Regions from separate parts of the Triticum aestivum genome. Here region 2 is linked to region 1. A link is a contact called in public Hi-C data. All regions are on one chromosome and are shown on one strand. Each heading gives the region's core, a stretch centred on a gene start, on an enhancer-like site or on the middle of the called end of the contact. The rest is flanking DNA. Distances are from core to core; before and after follow the strand shown. Region 1 holds the start of LOC123071098 (cytochrome P450 98A1). Region 2 holds the start of LOC123071099 (cytochrome P450 94B3-like).

Region 1 (2,744 bases), core at 163-2,662:
AGCAGATGTCAACTCTCTTTTACCGAGTTGCCATGTGTTTTTGCATGATACATGTCAACTGCCCTAATGTGCACGTAAGCAGATGGCAACTCTTCCTTTTACATGGCAACTGCCCTAGCATGCTTGCGAGCACATGTCAACTCTCTCAACTGCCTAGTGTTAGTATGTGGCAACTCTTAAAGTTTTGAAATCATGGCAACTACTGTAGATCAGACCATACATGGCAACTGCAGTTGAACAACCATGACAACTGCAGTTGTCCGACATGGCAACCGTAGTTCAGCGACATGACAACTGCAGTTAAACGAACATGGACGAGGGTCTGAACCATGGCAACTGCGGGCGCGCGATGACTGTCACGTGTGGCGTGCGGGACCACGAGGTACGTGGCCTGACATTCAGGGCGTGTGGGTGTTATCTACTTCGCCCACACGCACGCGTGTGAGAGAGATCGGAAGAAAAAAAAGATGTGTGGGCATTACTTGTTTTGCCCATGCGTAGGTGTGTGGGCTGTTTCTCTTTATACACCACACAAAATATGTGGGCAGACTTCCTAATGCCCACACGCGTGGCACTTATCGGCGTGCTTAAAAAAAAATTTAGCATCATGCAGCCTGTCAACAGTTTAGGATTTTAGACACTTTTTGATTAGCTGCCTTGGGCTGCAAAATGACAATGAACAAGAGCACGCGACATTTAGTTGTTCCATCTGAACTCCAACGCAGTAACTGTACGTCTACGCTTATGCGTATTCGAGGAAAAAAGAAGAAATCTGTTAACATGGTCCGTGAAAACAGTTTCTTATTTTTTTGGCGGGGTGCCATGCAAACAGTGAAAATCTGATTCCTGAATCTCGTAAAATATGTGCCCGCGTCACAGGTCAGACGCTGCAGTAATTCCACTTTAGATATGGCACAGCGTAAGTGCAGATGCAGACTGTTTTTTAGGAAAACTAGGAGGATCACCCCCGGCCGTGCCGTGCAGATGGAGATGCCATTCATAGATCCGACGGCCACCACGCGCGATCGACTGCAGAGGAGCGGAACAGAATAGTCTGCATCCTGAGAAGACGACGCATCAACCGATTTTCCAGCCCCTCTCGATGCAAACAGCAAACCGGAGACGATCATCATCGAGACGACAACGTGGACGATTCGCTACCAGGATACTTCCATACGGATCTCCTGCGTACACGTGAGTGAGTAACATTACGACTTACTATGAAGGACCACGCTCGACATTACTTCAACATGAACTGCAGTCGATTCATGGGGCCTACCATGAGCTCAAGCACAGATGAACCAGGAATGGTTGTGAAGTCCTAGGCGCGCGGTGGTAGGTAGCCAGGAGTGTGTCCGTCCATACACATAAATACACGGGCATGCTGACCAAGCTGAACCAGGAAAATTCACAGTCCACCGGAGCTCCCGTACCTACCACCACTCCCACTCCGGGCGAGGCGAGAAGAGTCAGCCATGGACACGGCCACCTTGCTCCCGGTGGCGCTGGCCCTCCTGGCCATCCCCGTCACGGCGCTCCTCCTCAACCGGCTCCGCTTCGGCAGGCTGCCCCCGGGGCCGCGCCCGTGGCCGGTGCTGGGCAACCTCTTCCAAATCGAGCCCGTGCGCTGCCGGTGCTTCGCCGAGTGGGCGGCCCGGTACGGGCCCATCATGACGGTCTGGTTCGGCTCGACGCCGATGGTGGTGGTGTCCACGCCGGAGCTGGCGCAGGAGGTGCTCAAGACCCACGACCAGCACCTGGCCGACCGCTCGCGGAACCGCTCCTCGGAGCGCTTCAGCCGCGGCGGCATGGACCTCATCTGGGCCGACTACGGCCCGCACTACATCAAGGTGCGCAAGTTCTGCAACCTCGAGCTCTTCACGCCGCGCCGCCTCGAGGCGCTCCGCCCCGTCCGCGAGGACGAGGTCACCGCCATGGTCGAGTCCGTGCACAGGGCCGGCAAGGAAGGGAAGCCGGTGGCGGTGCGGGAGTTCCTGGCCACGGTGGGCTTCAACAACATCACGCGCCTGGCCTTCGGGAAGCGGTTCCTGAACGCGGCAGGCGAGCTGGACGAGCAAGGGCGCGAGTTCAAGGAGATCGTCAACAATGGGATCAAGATCGGCGCGTCGCTGTCCATCGCCGAGCACATCCGGTGGCTCCGGTGGCTCACGCCCGTCGACGAGGTGGCCTATCAAGCCCACGGCGACAGGCGCGACCGGCTCACCGTCAAGATCATGGAGGAGCACGCCAGGGCCCTGGAGCGGAGCGGCACCAGCAAGCAGCATTTCGTGGACGCGCTCTTCACGCTCCGGGACAAGTACGACCTCAGTGACGACACCGTCATTGGCCTCCTCTGGGTAATCAATTGAATTAATGCCGCCATCCATAGTACTAACCACTGCACCACAAGCAACTGTTTTATATTATTAGTAATCGCGATTTGATTTGATTCCCTCACCTAATTAGTCACATTTGTCCGCGCGAGCAGGACATGATCACCGCCGGCACGGACACGACAGTGATAACCGTGGAGTGGGCGGTAGCGGAGCTGGTGAGGAACCCGATGGTGCAGCAGAAGGTGCAGGAGGAGCTGGACCGGGTGGTCGGCCGCGACCGGGTGCTGTCGGAGACGGACTTCCCCAACCTGCCCTACCTGCAGGCCGTCGTGAAGGAGTCGCTCCGGCTGCACCCGCCGACGCCGCTGATGCTCCCGCACAGGGCCAGCGCCGCCGTGAAGGTCGCCG
Region 2 (2,744 bases), core at 177-2,676, 510 kb after region 1:
TCGTCGCCCCATATCTCCTCTAACCGCGCCATGGCATACGCGCTGTAGGAGACCTGCCAACCTTTGCCTACAAATGTGCCGTCGGGCAGGATGTCGTCGTGCTGGCAGCAGCGCGAGTCCATGGCCACGGGCGGGTATAGCCGCATGGACTCTGTGACCGCTGCGTGCAGGTAGTGCATCTCACGCAGCTCGTCGAGGCTGAAGGCTGCATCCGCACTCCCGCTGGACACTCGCACCCCGCATATCTCGCGCACGATCTTCTCCTCCACCTCGCGCCGGCGGGACACGAGCCAGAAGAACCAAGTGAGCGCCGACGAGGTCGTGTCCCGCCCGGCTATGATGAAGCTGGTGACCACATCACGAAGGCTCTCGTCGCTGTGCTCGCAGCTGGAGACGAAGCGCGAGAGGAAGTCGTCCTTGCGCGCCAGCCCGGCAGCCCCCCTCTCGCTGCGATCACGGACAATCCTGTCGACATAGCCGTGGATCGTGGCGAGCGCCTTGCTCATCCGCCTCTCTGGCCCCATGTTGAGTAGCTTCTTGACCCGCCATGCCCACTTGACCGGCGACATGAACCGGGCCATGACCATGATCTGCGCGTCGTTCAAGGCATGCATGAACTCCGCACGCCCATTCACCCCCAGGCCGTCGTCGGTGAGGCACGCCGGGTCCTCGTCGAAGGCGACGCAGCAGATGTTGTCGAACGCGAAGCGCTCGAGAACGTCCTGCATGTCCAGCGTCAGGCCTTGTAGCTCCGCCCGGGAGAGCAGAGGCAGCAGCCGCTCGACGACCTCGAACCGGACGGTGCTGACCACGAAGTTTCTCAGCGAGCGCTTGCTGAACTCGTAGCTGGCGGCCTTGCGCTGCGAGAGCCACTGGTCGCCGTCGGAGTTGAAGATGCCGTGGCCGAGGAAATCCGCCATGGCGGACACCACGAACTCGCCCTTGGGGTAGTTCTGGAAGTTGGTCTTCACGATGTATTCCACATTGGCCGGGTTTGCTGTGATGGCACCGGCCATGAGGCCGAGGCTCTTGAAGTCGAAGACCATGGTGTGCGTGGGGCAACGAGCGATGACGCCAGCCGACCACTCGACGAGGCAGTCCTGGTTCTTGACGAAGTGTGGGAGCGTGCCGATGATGGGGTAGGCCTTGAGGCCGTCGGCGTGAGGTTGCTTCCTGGTGTTCCGACGTAGGCAGAGGACATATAGTAGAGGTAGGAGCAGGAGCAGGAGCATGGGTTGGGCCGAGGTCAACGAAAGCTCCATGGCCATCGAGATCTCAGGCTTGCCAAGTCCAAAAAAACTGTAGGAGTGAGTGGGGTGCTTGGAGGTTGGAAGTGTGAGCTGGGTGACTTTGAGTCTTTGGCTTCAGTAAGTCAAGGGCACTTGTAGATGAATACTGATTGGGCTTGTGCGAATGCGAAACCAACCAATCCTCAGAATACTGACGTCGGCGCTCAGGTGATCCCTGCTTCCTGGCAACTACGTATAAGCAAGTGAACCATCAACTAAAACATGACCAGTTTAACCAGACAAATCACTTGGACACAAACTGAACCATGAACAAATACTAGTCAATTTTGATGTCCACATCTTCGCAAAAACAAACTTACAATCCAGTGCTCTTGAATAGTTTAATGGTGCTTACATTTCCAAAAAAGAAAAGAAAAAAAAACTGTCCCAGTCAGTTGATCTGCTACCTGATTCGTTCAACTGCAACCGAACCATAAACAAACACTGTAAACTGTGATACTCACAAGTGATTCGTTCTTTTTCTTCTGTCTCCAGCATCCACACGAGAAACTCATGAGTCGTGACAAGTTAGCTAGTTTGGATGTACGTACGGTGCACTGCAACCAAGCAGTCACGCGATAACGATGAAGAACTGAGCAATCTGGTGTTAATTTTCCTTTTTTTCCTTGTTCTGCTGCTGAGTGCCCTTCTGAACCCACGTCGATTTCACGCGCAGCGTGGCATTTCCTGCATAGATCACCTGTCATCTTCTCTCAGTGGCTAGCTTATTTCTCTATAATTTTTCTCAACAACAACAAAAATACTACTCCCTTCGATCCATGTTAATTGTCACGGAAGTCGTACTAAGAGGGTGTTTGTTTTCAGGAACTTATTGATTTAAAGGAGAGTCTTATAGAGACTTATAGTTGTAATATGGTCTTATAAGGACTTATAAGTCCGAGGAACCAAACAGGTAGGGACTTTTTAGGGACTTAGAGGGTGTTTGTTTACAAGGACTTATTGGTTTAAGGACTTAAAAAAAAATCCCTATAAGTCTCATCTAAACCAAACAGGAGGGACTTATAGGGACTTAAAGTGGGCATTTGGGACTTATGAAATAAGACTTTCAAGGAGGGACTTATAGGAACTTATAGTTATAATATGGTCTTCTAGTCCATGTTAAGTCCCAGGAACCAAACATGTAGGGACTTTTTAGGAACTTGGGACTTATAAGTTGGGACTAAAAAAAGTCCTAAGACTTATGAACCAAACAGATCCTTAGGACTTATAAGTTGGGACTAAAAAAAGTCCTAAGACTTATGAACCAAACAGGGCCTAAGTCAGCGACAACAATTACTGAAAGAAAGAGACTGATGAGAAGTGCTGCCCTCTTCGACCCCTCCCAGTCGGTGTAGCGTATCAATCTCGGTATGCCGTTGGGGCTTTGACACAAGACAATTGTACCAATTTCTTCTACTTTTCCGGTAAGTGATGTACTGATGTGTAGAAGTCGCA

What was found. Hi-C and Micro-C count contacts between places; a contact is called where the count stands out from the background.
Region 2: a Hi-C map of leaf shows a contact between it and region 1, with 6 times the contacts expected there. The contact joins the promoter of LOC123071099 here to the promoter of LOC123071098 in region 1. A contact is called at or near these places in 2 of 5 Hi-C or Micro-C datasets (both in leaf).

The regions. Positions count from the first base shown.
Region 1 is chr3B:588,638,709-588,641,452 of IWGSC CS RefSeq v2.1, forward strand. It overlaps LOC123071098 (cytochrome P450 98A1), which reads left to right and starts at 1,413. Exons shown (of 2, transcript XM_044494575.1): 1 at 1,413-2,357; 2 at 2,489-2,744. The coding sequence starts at 1,476.
Region 2 is chr3B:589,144,815-589,147,558 of IWGSC CS RefSeq v2.1, forward strand. It overlaps LOC123071099 (cytochrome P450 94B3-like), which reads right to left and starts at 1,427. Exons shown (of 1, transcript XM_044494576.1): 1 at 1-1,427. The coding sequence starts at 1,268.